Linked DNA regions of Sus scrofa: regions 1 and 3 are each linked to region 2. A link is a contact called in public HiChIP or PLAC-seq and promoter capture Hi-C data. All regions are on one chromosome and are shown on one strand. The core of a region is the stretch at or near the end of the contact, and the rest is flanking DNA. Distances in the headings are between cores, read along the strand shown. Region 1 holds the start of CLCC1 (chloride channel CLIC-like protein 1). Region 2 holds the start of PRPF38B (pre-mRNA-splicing factor 38B). Region 3 holds the start of C4H1orf194.

Evidence for each region. Promoter capture Hi-C pulls out the DNA fragments that hold promoters and counts their contacts. HiChIP or PLAC-seq counts read pairs in DNA pulled down with a chosen protein or histone mark.
Region 1: a contact with region 2 is called in an H3K27ac HiChIP or PLAC-seq map of alveolar macrophages. The contact joins the promoter of CLCC1 here to the promoter of PRPF38B in region 2. A contact is called at or near these places in 1 of 47 Hi-C or Micro-C datasets (heart right ventricle) and 1 of 2 datasets of contacts at active chromatin or transcription factors (alveolar macrophages).
Region 3: a promoter capture Hi-C map of fetal liver shows a contact between it and region 2, with 4 times the contacts expected there. The contact joins the promoter of C4H1orf194 here to the promoter of PRPF38B in region 2. A contact is called at or near these places in 1 of 5 promoter capture datasets (fetal liver) and 3 of 47 Hi-C or Micro-C datasets (alveolar macrophages, heart right ventricle and mesenteric adipose tissue).

Annotation. Positions count from the first base shown.
Region 1 is chr4:111,077,575-111,082,185 of Sscrofa11.1, reverse strand. It overlaps CLCC1 (chloride channel CLIC-like protein 1), which reads right to left and starts at 1,538. Exons shown (of 11, transcript XM_005663605.3): 1 at 1,384-1,538.
Region 2 is chr4:111,344,872-111,349,224 of Sscrofa11.1, reverse strand. PRPF38B (pre-mRNA-splicing factor 38B) reads left to right here and starts at 1,720. Exons shown (of 6, transcript XM_001927806.4): 1 at 1,720-2,301. The coding sequence starts at 2,017. LOC102160506 (a long non-coding RNA gene) reads right to left here and starts at 1,649. Exons shown (of 3, transcript XR_002343537.1): 1 at 1,522-1,649; 2 at 353-1,211.
Region 3 is chr4:110,952,069-110,956,564 of Sscrofa11.1, reverse strand. C4H1orf194 reads right to left here and starts at 2,375. Exons shown (of 4, transcript XM_021090091.1): 1 at 1,242-2,375. The coding sequence starts at 1,322. KIAA1324 (UPF0577 protein KIAA1324 homolog) reads left to right here and starts at 2,473. Exons shown (of 22, transcript XM_013997295.2): 1 at 2,473-2,811. The coding sequence starts at 2,659.

The sequences.
Region 1 (4,611 bases), core at 289-2,788, 270 kb after region 2:
ATTCTACTAGTCAATAATTAGTATCTCTCCCCTAGTTCTATTTTTTCATCATTTTTCTCATGTCTGCAGCTTTGACACTATCACAATTACTATACCATAATAATAGCTGGTATTTGATTACTTTGTGCCAAATGCTGTTACATGCATTCATTTAATCCAAGAACTCTTGGAAGCAGTACTCTTGCTATCTTCACTTTACAGATTAGAAAAAGAAGTAATTTGCCCAAAGTCAATCAGCTAGCAGGTGGTCAAACCCGGACTGGCGCTACCTAAACTGCCTTTCCAGGGCAAGAGGCCCTGAGGGGCTATTCTTTTTTTTTTTTTGTTTTGTCTTTTTAGGGCCGCACTGGCGGCATATGGAGGTTCCTAGGCTAGGGGTCCAGTTGGGGCTACAGCTGCCAGAGCCACAGCAACGCCAGACCCGAGCCGCGTCTGTGACCTACACCACAGCTCACAGCAACGCCGGATCCTTAACCCACCCAGCGAGGTCAGGGATCGAACCCGCAACCTCATGGTTCCTAGTCGGATTCGTTAACCACTGCGCCACGACGGGAACTCCTGAGGGGCTATTCTGAGAGGATGGAGAGGGGGAACTACGGGAGCCCCACTTGCAAAGCGGGAAACACCAAGAGTGAGTTAACAGCAGCTCCTAGGCTTGACCGCTATCAACAAAGAGATCTCCGAGGAGGCTGCTGGCCACTGAGTGGAAATCAGCACAAATGAGAAGTATCTGGTTTCAATGAACGTACACGTGAAACGAGAAAAACAAGACTAATTTGGAGAATAGAGTCAACTTTTGCCTGAACCCAGAAACACGGCATAAGTCAGCAGTTTGCAATTTTGTTCGCGTCCCTTTGTCTAGTTTCCTGGAGCAAACTTAAGAACGTGCGTTTCTAACGGTTCCTAGATGACGATGACGACGGTCAAGCTAGTCTGGGGACCGCACCTCCATAACCACGAGCGCAGAGAAAATCGTCCTTGTTTTTCACCGCCCACTCATAAATATTCATCTCTAACTTTTAACATCCAAATTAAGTTTTTAAAACTTAGGTACAACCAAACCCAAGCCATTCTACTGACGCTATTTGTTCAAACTGTGCTTAAAGTTTTCAGAGATAACTGAAGCCAACAAAATTCAACGTTCGCCCGCGTCTCGCTTTGCGCTCCTTGCCCCTTTCCCTAGGCCTCTCTTTGAACCGCTAAAGATAAGACCTCTGACTGGCCGGGGAGATAAGACCGGGCGCTCGGCCATCCCCGTCGACGCCGTGCTCAGAGGTCTCCCGCAGGCCGGGGCAACACCCTCGGCCTCCCCTGCGCCGCCGCCCGCGAGACCCGCCGGGGCCGAACTCCAACCTGCCCGCCGCTCAAACACACCCGACTCACGTCCCAGGTCGCCTGCCTGCCTCTCCAAGGAGACAGACACGTGCCCACGTCGCAAAAGGCAGCGAGCAGACCCCAACAGAGCAGAGCTCTTCTGCGGGCACCGGGCCTCTAGCGCGTCCTCATCGACTCGCTCGGCCGGCAGCTGTGTGTCCCTCCCGGGCGCGCGGCTGATTGGCCCGCCGAGGGGGGCGGGGCCGGCTGGCTTGTTTTCTGTATCCTCATCAGCTGAACTCTGCAGGTGAAATCTTACAGGGAAGACAAACACATAAAAGGAGTACGAAACGTATTTTCTTAGTATCAGTTTATTTTATAAGTTTTCGAATGTGTAACATTTGCAAAAAAAAAAAGCCCAGAAATCTATTTGGAGTATTTTTTGGAGAATTTTTTAAATGGGGTTGAGTGATAATGGTATCCTATAGTATTGAGTACTGGGGGGGGGGGCGGAGGAGTGCACACTGCGTGGTCGTTGGAAGTAGTAAGTTTCCTTTTGATTTTTATCTTTACGTACTGGCCTTGCAAGCTTAGAAAATTCTCCAAAGAGGAAATGAGTTTTACACACTAGGAGAAAATAAAAGGTGTACGCAAAAGTTACTGGAATCAAATTTAAAAGTATATAAAGCAGTGCACTTGAGTGTGCATGTTGCTTATTACAGTTTTTAAAAATTAAAATACAAGGAGTTCCCGTCGTGGCCCAGCGGAAACGAATCCGACAAGGAACCATGAGGTTGCAGGTTCAGTCCCTGGCCTCGCTCAGTGAGTTAAGGATCCGACGTTTTAGTGAGTTGTGGTGTAGGTCGCAGACGCGGCTCGGATCCTGCGTTGTTGTGGCTGTGGCTGTGGCTGCCATCTGTAGCTCCGATTAGACCCCTAGCCTGGGAACCTCCCTATGCCGTGAGTGCGGCCCTAAAAAGCAAAAAAAAAAAAAAAAAAAGAAAAGAAAAAAGAAAATACACCTGACATAAAATTTACCATCTTACCATTTTCAGTGTAGAGTTCATTAAGTATATTAATATCGTTGTGCAATCATCACCACTATGCATCTCCATGAATCTTTTCATCCTGCAAAACTGAAACTCTATGTACCTTAAATAATTCATCATTTCCTTTCTGCCCCCAGCCACTGGCAACGGCCATAGACGCTTTGTATCTCTATGAATTTGTCTACTCTAGGTAACTCATGTAAGTGGAATCATACAAAATTGGTCTTTTTTGTGACTGACATTTCATTTAGCATAACATCCTTAAGGATCATCCATGTTGTAACACATATCAAAATTTCCTTCCTTTTTAAAGGCTGAATGATGCTCCATTGTATTATACACCACGGTTTATCAGTTTGTCTGTTGGACTCCAGTTGCTTGTACCTTTTGGCTATTATAAGGCTGCTGTGAACATCAGTGTACAAATACTCTTTGAGACCCTGATTTCAATTATTTTGAGCATATGTACCTAAAAGTGGGATTGCTGGGTCAAATGTAATTCCATTTTTGGTTTTTTAAGGGATCACCATACTGTTTTCCGCAATGGCTGTACTATGTGATATTCCAACCAACAGTACATAGAAGTTCCAATTTCTCCGCATCCTTGCCAACACTTTTTTTTTGACAGCAGCCATCCTATTGAATGTGAGGTGATATCTCTCTTTGTGGTTTTTAATTGTATTTCCCTAATGATTAGTGATACTGAGCATTTTTCAAGTGCTTATTGACCACCTGTCTCTCTTCTTGGGAGCTATGACGATTGAAGTCCTTTGCCCATTTTTTTTTTTTCTTTCTTGGCTGCCCTGCAGCATATGGAGTTCCCCAGCCAGGGATCAGATCCGAGTTGCAGCCTTTGCCGCAGCTGCAGTAATGCTGGATCCTTTTTTTTTTTTTTTTCCTATTTCTTGGGCTGCTTCCGCGGCTTATGGAGATTCCCAGGCTAGGGGTCCAGTCGGAGCTGTAGCCGCCAGCCTACGCCAGAGCCACAGCAACGCGGGATCCGAGCCGCGTCTGCAACCTCCTACACCACAGCTCACGGCAACGCCGGATCCTTAACCCACTGAGCAAGGGCAGGGACCGAACCCGCAACCTCATGGTTCCTAGTCGGATTTGTCAACCACTGCCCCACGACGGGAATTCCCTCTTTTTTTTTTTTTTTAAGTGCTGGATCCTTTAACCCACTTTACCAGGCCAGGAATCTAACCTGCGTCCTGGCGCTGCAGAGGCACCGTGGATCTGGTTGCTCGACAGCAGGAACACCGTCTGCCCATTTTTTTAGTTTTTTTTTTGGTGGTTGTTGAGCTGTAGGAGTTATTTATATAGTCTGTATATTAACCCTTTATCAGACATGATTTGCAAGTATTTTCTCTGATTTCATGGGTTGCCTCTTCACTGTTAGGTCCTTTGGCTTATTATAATTTAAAAAAAAATTAATGAAACTTGAATCACACCACTGATCATCCACCAGGAAGTCAAGAACTTCTGTACCACCCTCCCATCCCCACTTTCCTTCCTGGAACTCCCAACTGAGGATTCAGAGAATGTAGATACTTCAGTTTTCTTGTTTTCTCATATATGTGAACCTCTAGGAATCTCTTCACCTCCATGCAGAAGAACATATGTAACCAGATGGTTAGGAAATAAAATAATTTCTAGTGCTTATTACCTAATGCCCTGCAAAGTGAAAATCAATACCCAATAAATATATAGGAGGATCTTAACATTTTCTCCCTGGCAGTGATGGAGGTAGAATATATAATTTTTTTATGAATACCTTTTCATCATAAAGTTGATCTGGTCTACATCAAGAAACTGCTTTTTCTTTTTTTTCTTCTAGTTTTAAACTTAACATGGAGTTCTCTTATGGGGCAGTGCGTTAAGGATTCAGTGTTGTTACTGCAGTGGCTGGGGTTGCTGCTGTGACTCAGGTTTGATCCCTGACCTGGGAACTTCCACATGATTCAGGTATGGCCAAAAAGTAAAAAAATATAAAAACTGAACACTAATGATCAGTTATAATACCTAAAATGTGTAAAACTCAGTCTGAAAGTAAATTGAAGAGACTGTGTGTGGCCTGTTTTCAGCAGAATTCCCTTCTGCATGCCTGAGAGGTAGAAAAACTGTACTACAGAATATGCACAAGCTAATCAGATTTCATTTATTTCTGAAGTATTCATCATCTTTGTAGTGTTAGGATTTATACATTTTGCAGGGTTTTTTGTTTTGTTTAGTCTTTGTTTTTTTGCTT
Region 2 (4,353 bases), core at 471-2,970:
GGACATGGGTTCGACCCCGGGCCTTACTCCATGGTTTAAGGATTGGGCATTTCCTTGAGATGCCATATAGCATGCAGATGGCTGGGATCTGGCATTGCTGTGTGGTAGGCCAGCAGCTGCAGCTCTGATTCCACCCCTAGCCTGAGAACTTCTGTATGCCACAGGTGCAGCCGGCCCTAAAAAAAAAAAAAATCTACTAAGTTTAAACCACTTCCAAAAGCTTTAGCCCTCCAACATAAAATAAAGGAACTAAACAGAATGATCACTTATATATTGTCCATTCTAAATATTAATCACTCCAATCATTCATTTACTTCTCATTTATCTTTCCTTACACTATGTCTCCATTTACCTTCTACTTCTCTGCTTGTCCTCTCTCCTGCTGGTTCAACTTCATCCAGCTGTAGATGTTCCCCAAGATTTCTGTCTCATCCCTTTCCCCTCTGTGTTTAAGCCACTGAAATTAATCTTGCCTTCAAACTTCCTACTTCAACAGTTTCTAGGAAAGCGTAAATGATAAAAAGTGCCACAATGAGAAATCAAATAGCATGGAGAATGAAAAAGGTCACTGGATTTTGGCAATTAGGGTATCACCACATGAGTCATCACAGGTTTTGAGCAGGGAGTGCTGCACTTTTGGAAGGATGACTCTAGCAACGCCCTGTGAAGAACGAATTGGAGCCAGAGAATATTCCAAACATTAGCATCTTAAGGTAACTTTGGGGTCATAGACGAAATTATGTAACCCTTAGGCTTAAATGTCATCAAATTCCTTATGTTTCATCTTGGCATTCCAGGCACTTAAATAGCCCAATTCCTATCTAGTCATTACTCCTCCATAAGCATATCTCCTGGCTCCTGTCAACTAGATTTACCCTCTAACAGACTTGATCTTCCCTGCTTCTATATATACTCAGGCTGTTCTCTGTCGGTAAAACTGCCAAGTCCATGAACCTGCAGAAACTTCAGTAGCTTTTGTTGTCTTCTCTTGACTCCCAAATTCACCATGCTTCTTCTCTAGGTGAACAGTAGCTTTTGAAAGATGACACGGGTTCTGACTCATTCGCGCACCCACCACCTTCTTCCCTCTACCTCCCTTCAATGCCTCGCCCAAGGCTATCACTCGGAATGCACCGCAGAATGGAAGAACTCCAGTAGGAAGAAAGCAATCAGGTAACGAATGGCACTACAGATACAGTAGCTCTTAAATGCTAAAAAAAAAAAAAAAAAAAAAAAAAAATTTAGCCCAGCAAGATGTTTATCTTGACCTTACGGTTGAATAAATTTAGGCTCAAATAATAAGATCTCTAGCCGGACAGAGGGCAGAAAGACTGCACTGGAATCACACGAAGGAGTGCGGTACTATCATCCCTTCCAAAGAATCTTAAAACTGAATTCAGGAGGTTCGGTTACTCCGCAGTAGTCAGTCATGGATTTGCAAGTATACAGCCTTGAGAACGCCTGACCGCTCAGCTTTCGAAAGATGAAACCGGGGCCCGCAGTCCAAATATTAAAACATACCAATTAGACCTACAATCTTCCTCCCCTGACCCCCAATTTCCAGTGTAAATCGCCTAAGAGTCGGGGAGCAGAGGGCACCAACGCCACCGCAGCGCGCTCCGAACGCGCGGAACAAGGAAGAAGACTCTCCGGCCCACCTGGGCAACTCTGATTGGCCGCCGGCTAAGCTTGGAACTCTGGGGCGTGTGGCGTCACATCCGCCGGGGCCGCCATCTTGTTCCCAGGGGCAGTTGGCGGAAGAGATCGCGCTCTCGGGCCGCCGGCTCGCTTTCTGCTTGGAGTTCTCGCGGCCCGCGTCTTGGCGTCTGCTCTCCACTCGGGGTCCATTTGTCGGCGTCCTAGTTGCCCTCCTTCAGCTGGCTGGGGCACAGCTACGCGGCCCCCTCTTCCGACGGCGTTCCATGGAGTAGGGTCCCGGACCGTTGTCCCGAAGAGCGAGATCGAGCTTGGCCCCCTCCCCCTCCCTTCTCCCTCCCTCCTTCCTTCCGCCGCAACATGGCTAACAACAGCCCCGCGCTGACAGGCAACTCGCAGCCGCAGCACCAGGCAGCCGCGGCCGCGGCTCAGCAGCAGCAGCAGTGCGGCGGCGGCGGCGGCGGTGGCGCCACCAAGCCGGCAGTCTCGGGCAAGCAGGGCAATGTGCTGCCGCTGTGGGGCAACGAAAAGACTATGAACCTCAACCCCATGATCTTGACCAATATCCTGTCGTCGCCTTACTTCAAAGTGCAGCTCTACGAGCTCAAAACCTACCACGAGGTGGTGGACGAGATCTACTTTAAGGTACGAAACGTCTAGACCTGGGGGGGTGGGGGTTAAGTTCGGAGGAGGGGGTATAGAGGAAACGGGCGGAGGCGGCCCCGGAGGACTGAGGATTTGGTGGTGGGTGGGGGGCGGCGGGCGGAGGGGTTGTGGTGGTCAGTAGTCCGCCAGGGAGGGGTCAAACTGGGGCCGCCCTCTCATTTCCTTTTCAGATTTTTAGGGCCCGGAGAGCCCGCCGCCATTGATCTCGCTCGCCTCCCCCCACCTCCTGCCCGTCCCTGGGGGGAGTTGGACGGGAGAGGTGGGGGAGAGGAGAAACGAGACTGAAGCCTCTCCAGTTTACAGCTTTAAATTTCTTTCTTTTCACGTGGATCTACTCAGCGCCAACTTGTTGGCGCTTCTCCTGCTCACCCCGGGCCAGGGCGTGTATTGACTTCAATGTTGGCCTCGTGTAGTCGGTGTTCACTGTCCGATTAAGACAGGGAAGTGGTCAGTGTGCGTCGGGTGGGGTGGGAGGGTTGAGGGTGGAGAGGTGCAAGTGGAAGAGATGTACCGAAGGCCTGGAAATTTTCGCAGCAGGAAGTCAGGAGTAAGTGGTCTCAGTCACCTGTGCATTGGGCTTATTTAGAATTATCTGGGCCCTGGGCTTCTGCGGCAGGGTCGGTGCTGGCTTGGCTGTGCTGGGGAGCTCACCTGGCGCCTCCTCACTGCACTCTTGTCTCAGTTCTTGTTTCGTTAGCAGGATTGACTCAGTCTTGCAGCGAGGCTCGGAGCAGCCCAGGGTCGCAGGTAGAGGTATGCATTATTAATCATGCTCAATCGCCATAAATGCATTTCCCTGGTTAAATGAACGGCTAATTAGATTTTTTTTTTTTGGCCATTAGTTTTGGTCTTTTCCTCACCAATTTGATAGGCGTTCTCCACTTACCTGCAAATTATGTAGTTTTAAAAATACCTTCCAGGCCTCCTAAGGTTAATTTATATTTTAAAGAATATTAATCAATGATCATTAGCTATTAGCTAGAACATCTAATATGATACAATCCGTTTTGTCTGTATTGATTCTTAAAACATTTGACAGATCACAAAGTATTTTCTGTGACCTGAACACTTCTGTAGAGGTGTTAAGAGAAGGAAATTTTCTTTATTTGCTTTTAAGTTATGTTTTGTCCACCTTTTCCCCAATTAAGTGGGGTTTTTTTGAAGGATTTTGTAATATTTGTTACTTTTGATTATTGTTTTGAGAATACAGTTCAACTTTGGGTATATAAAGTACACTGAAATTTTGGTATCCTCTTAAAAGATTATTGTAAGTAATTGTAATACTATGAACTTGTTTTTGTTTGTTTTTAAGGTAAGATGCTTTTCAGCAGGGATACAGTGTGGCGAATATCTAACCCTTAGATTTAGTTATGTGGCAAACTTCAATCAGTTGAAAATTAGTTTCCTTCTCTTTTTGTGGCAGGTTCTGTTTCGCAGGCAGATGTTAATGCCATAGGGAAAAGCTTGTTTTCAAATTTCATGTACTGTGTTTTGAAACAACTACTACAAATTACTTAAACTTAGTTATCAGGTTTTGTTATCTAGATATCCAAATAAAATAATCATTGAAATATATAGGCTTGCAGTTTTGTAAGTCGATTTTGTATGGCCCCTTTGGTTAGGCTTTAAGGAATTGAAACATCATTTATACAGCTAGCTGGGGGAAGGAAATGAAACAGTGAAGCAATGCAGCAGTCTACTGAGCAAAATAGTGTAGTGCTTACATTTAAATGCATGCTTTTCCGTCTAAAGCCATTGAAAAAGACTATGACATGTAACCATGGGTGGGTGGAAGTAAGGTTTTAGAAATATGAAGTGAATGAACAGGATTTTACTTTTTGTTTCAAGTTTAAGATCTTTCTAAAAGACCTTCTTTTGAGTTATATCTGTTGTAGAGCAAACATTCTCTGCTATTTTTAGGGGAAGTAATGTGGTTTTTATAGGGTGCCCCATCTTAGCATAGATCTGTATCTTTGAGTATATTAACATGACAAACCACACTTAGTTTTTGACACAGTTTCTATTCTGGGG
Region 3 (4,496 bases), core at 1,126-3,625, 390 kb after region 2:
TGGATACTAGTCAGATTCGTTTCCACTGTGCCACATGGAAACGCCTGCATCACTGTTTTAGATCCATTACTCCTTCTGGAGATCACTGCACCAGCCTCTGAGCTGATTCCTCTTGTCCCACTGACATCCTATCCAATCCATTGCCACTTGTGCTTGCTACCACACCCATCCAGTATGTCACTCCAGTGCTGGATGTAAGGATTCTCCAGGACGAAAACCTAGTTCACCAGCATGGTATGCTCAGCACACGCACTCCAAACAGGGTCAAGTCAGCTTCCGCCCCTCCGCTCCTCTATTTCACACTAACACTTCAGCCACTCTGGACTCTTTGTCCTCTAAGAGACTTGCCTCTCCATGTCTATACAGCTGCTGCTTCCTTTGCCTTGAATGTCTGGTTCCTGTTTCCTTCTTCCTAACTCACATTCCACCTCTTCGCTCCCCTGGTCCAGCTAACTCATATTTGGATGTCACAACTCACCTGCTCTGGAAGCTTTCCTTTAAAGTTGCTGTCTCCCACGACATATTACATATGACTGTCACAACACATGTGCTGCTGTGCAAGCACTTTTGCTGTTGCTGTTGCCCGTCTGGCTTTTCTACCAGAGTTCCCTGGGAACAGGAGCTACATCTAATTTATCTATACATCCTCCGTGTTTAGTAGGGGGCCTGGCATATGGTACATAATAAATGTTGAACAAACAAAAGGGAGTTCTTTGATTTTGTTATTATCTGTATTTTGCACCACTTCAAACATCTCAAATGCTTCTACCAGGAAAAAAAATTCACCTAAATTCCCAAATCACTGGCCACCAACATTAAACACACTTATATATACACATTCCAGCATGAATCAGAAGACATGTATAAAGCATGACCTGTGGTTTTCAGAGGATTCTTTCCCACTCCACAGATCCTACCTCTTCAGAGAACAGTCTTCCAAAGAGGGTAAAGGGTGGCTGGGCGGAACCTGGGCGTGGCTTGTGTAAGTCCCCTTATACCAAGGGGCTGCCAGTGCTCCTGGTTCCCGGACTAAAGCTCTACTTCTCTCTGCTCAAAAGCACTTCTGAAACGCTGTCAGACCTGAACATGGGAACATGGAGGCAGGCAGAAGGCGGACTTATCCGGTCCCTAACTCACCGTCCTCACCAGAGCCCGGTTAAGTTACTATCTCTTCCCGTCACGCTGACAGAAAAAAGAATGCCGTCGACACTGCGGGGAATATGTGCAAGAAACCTCAGTACCTTGGAAGCCCGTATTTTTCCCAAGTAGGAATCATCGTTATCCAAAGTGGAATGCTGGAAAGGGTCTCGGGTGAGAGGCATGGTAAAATGCCGAGCGAGACGCTCTTTAGAGGGACGAGAGGCCCGCGCAGCCGCACACACCTTCGCGCGCGGAGAATCGCGGGTCCCAATTGTTTGGAACGCCCGATTTCAGTTGCCAGGCAACAGCCCCGCCCCCTGCGACTGAGGTGAAGTCCCTCGGAGAAGGGCGCCACCTGGCGGTCCAACGCGGGAGGCCCCTCGGAAGAAACTATCAGGAATACAGCGTGAAGCACCGCAGAGTATGCCAAGGAGCGCTGGATTTGCAATCCTGAGTCTTCGGTGAAAAACGTCGACGTCCCATTGTACGGGTCTTCTGCAAAAGATTTCAGTTGTGGAAAAAATTCCTAAAAGATGCCCCAGAAATGTTCTTCTCTCTGGCATCTAACAAAAGGATTTCTCAAAGCTATGAGAGAATGAGGATGTCAAGAGACAGAAGAATCCAGTTGCTGTGCTTGGAAAATTGCTAGCTAAAGCAAACTTTCCTTGCTTTAACTCTATTTAACTACGCGAGCCTCAGGGCTTCACATAGAGCCTGTTGTCAAGGCACGGATAGGTTTGACGGGATAAAAGTAAGGTCTCCAGGAGTGCACTTGTGGCACAGTGGGTTAAGGATCTGGCGTTGTCACTGCAGGGGTCCAGGTCGCTTCTGTGGCGCAGGTTCGTTCCCTGGCCCGGGAACTTCCACAAGCCGCCGCTGCGGCAAAACAAGAGAGGAAAGAAGGAAAGAAAGAGAGAGAAAGAAGAAAGAAGATCTCTAGAAGTGGCTGTTGCGGTACCGGGGTCACTCTTTTAGGCTATAACCTTTGGAGGAGAGGCGGCATCTCAATCATTTATCACTTCGCACAGAAGTGCTTAATAAGGATTTATCAAGTGCCACGTCTGCAAAATTAGAGATGCTCATAAGTAGTCGATGGCCCGAAATAATGAATTAGATGGCGACGGTTTGGAGGTGGTTTCCACCGCGTTCTTTACACGAGCCCTGTGCGCGCCTGTTGGGCCCGTTGCAGATCCTGGGCGCGTGCATTTTCACGCCGCGCGCGCCAGCGGCGGCGGCTGCTATGGCGACCGGCAGGTGAGCGGCAGAGGAGCGCGTGGTCCCTGCCCCACCCGCGCGGAGGCAAAGAGGAGGCGGTTGCCAAGGCGACGTGGATAGGAGGAGAAGAGGAAGGAGGGAGGAGGAAGGATGGGCGGCCTTGGCGTAGCCGCAGGGAGGTGACTGAAGCGAGCCCAGCCCCTTGCATCCTCCCCCTGTGAACCTCCCTCCCCTTTTTTTCCGCCTTCAGTAGCTACAGACGCAGCACCTGAGCCGCTGCTGCCGCTCGCTCAGAACAACACTATGGCTGAGCCTGGGCACAGCCTCCATCCCTCTGCCAGAGGCAGGGGAAGAACTGAGCGGCGCACACTCCGGCTTCTGCGGCTGCTGCTCTGGGTTGGGACCGCCTTCCAGGTGACTCAGGGAGCGGGACTGGAGCTTCACGCCTGCAAAGAGGTACTGTCCTCCCCGGCCGACCCCACTTGGGTCGACAAAATATTGGATCCTGGCGGAGACCTTGGGATCTGAGCACGGACAGTTTCAGAGGCCACGGAGTTTAGGTTTCTTTGGGGATAAGGCGCGGGGGTGGGGGGAAGAGGAGCAGACTGGCGTCATGGAGAGGCCAACCCACTAGAGGACTCACAGAATAGATCATCCTCACAGCTTGGGCTGCTGAGCTCAGGGGAAAGGTCCCAGCTCCAAGGAGCTCAGGAGGGAACTGAGTCCCTGGACTCGGAAATGAGGGAAGAAGACATGGACTTTTCCCAGCTGCAATGACATTACCTTTAAAGTGATTGAAAACAAAAAGATGATGTATAGAGGGGCAAAATAGAAAGTGGGAAAAGAGAGAAGTGGGGTAAGACGAGTTTGGAAGGCCGGCAGAAAACAGTGGATGGACATGGGAGTCCTTGTGGTTTGATCATGGCTTTAAAAAAGCAGTATGAAGGTGGGAGGTCGTTGAGAGGGACCCCATCTCCTCTCTCCCCTGGGTATGAAACATCCTGTTACCTTGCTGGCTCCTAAACGTGGATCTTTTTTTATAGTTTGCGCCCCCCCCCCCATACACACTTTCTTTAATGTACCTGACAGTGTATGATCCACCTTTGACCAGACTTTCAGCTCTAATATCTCACATTCTGCCAATGTCTACTTCCTTTCTCTGGACTTTTGCTTACATATGTCGTAAGCCTTTTTCAAGGTGTTTCTAAAGTTTTGCTAACATGATTCAGAGAATAAGTACTGAATGTCTTCCCAAGCCAAACTGCCTTTTGAACATTCTTTTGGAGGGATACAAAAAGGCATTAAAGAGCAAAAAAACAGTTTCTGTGGTATTGGAATAATAATTGGTTTGCTCTGAGTAACTTTTTTAAACCATATGGTAGAGGCAGCAACAGCATATTTACAAGAACTGCAGGGGAGAAAGCAAAAAAAGTTCTGTTATCTATGTCGCATGTAAAAAACTCATAATACATGAAGAGTCTAGCCCAGTACAGTTCATCTGAAATGTCATACTTGGTTAAGGTTTTGAGAGATTGAAATTTTTTTATAAGTCATTATTAGCTACTGATTAGCAACAATGAGCCTGTCTCTTGTGGCAATACATTATTGTGAAGGCTTTCTGACTCTACATACAAAATTATGGACTACAAAGTGAAAGGATAGGGGAGAGGAGAGAGTTTTTGTGTAAATAAAGAGATTTGACTTCATTCATGAATATGTATGAGTGACTACGGTCAGTGGGAATTTTGGTAACTTGTATCAGCTCCAGTGATGACCTGCCCTGGGCCAGCCACATTTCCACACAGCCACTTTATGGCCTATTTTAAAGCTGACTGAGGACAGGATGATTTTGTCAGTGATTGTGGCTTACTGGCCTTGGTGGCCTGTGGTCTACCCAACCAGTTCCAACAAGCAAACTCACTTGCCTAAGAATCCAACATGGGTGTCCCCAGAATGGAAGGTAAGAATCTTAGAGTTCAATGACCACTTCTTGTTGAGATCTTTGTGGACGATGGAAAACATGAGACATTTAAGCAATTAAACACTTTGTACCATCTTGCTTTAGAAGGAGGGCAGAATTTTGATACTTGAGAGCATTAACTTGTGTACAAATTTTACCTTTAGTCCTTTTTTTTTTTTTT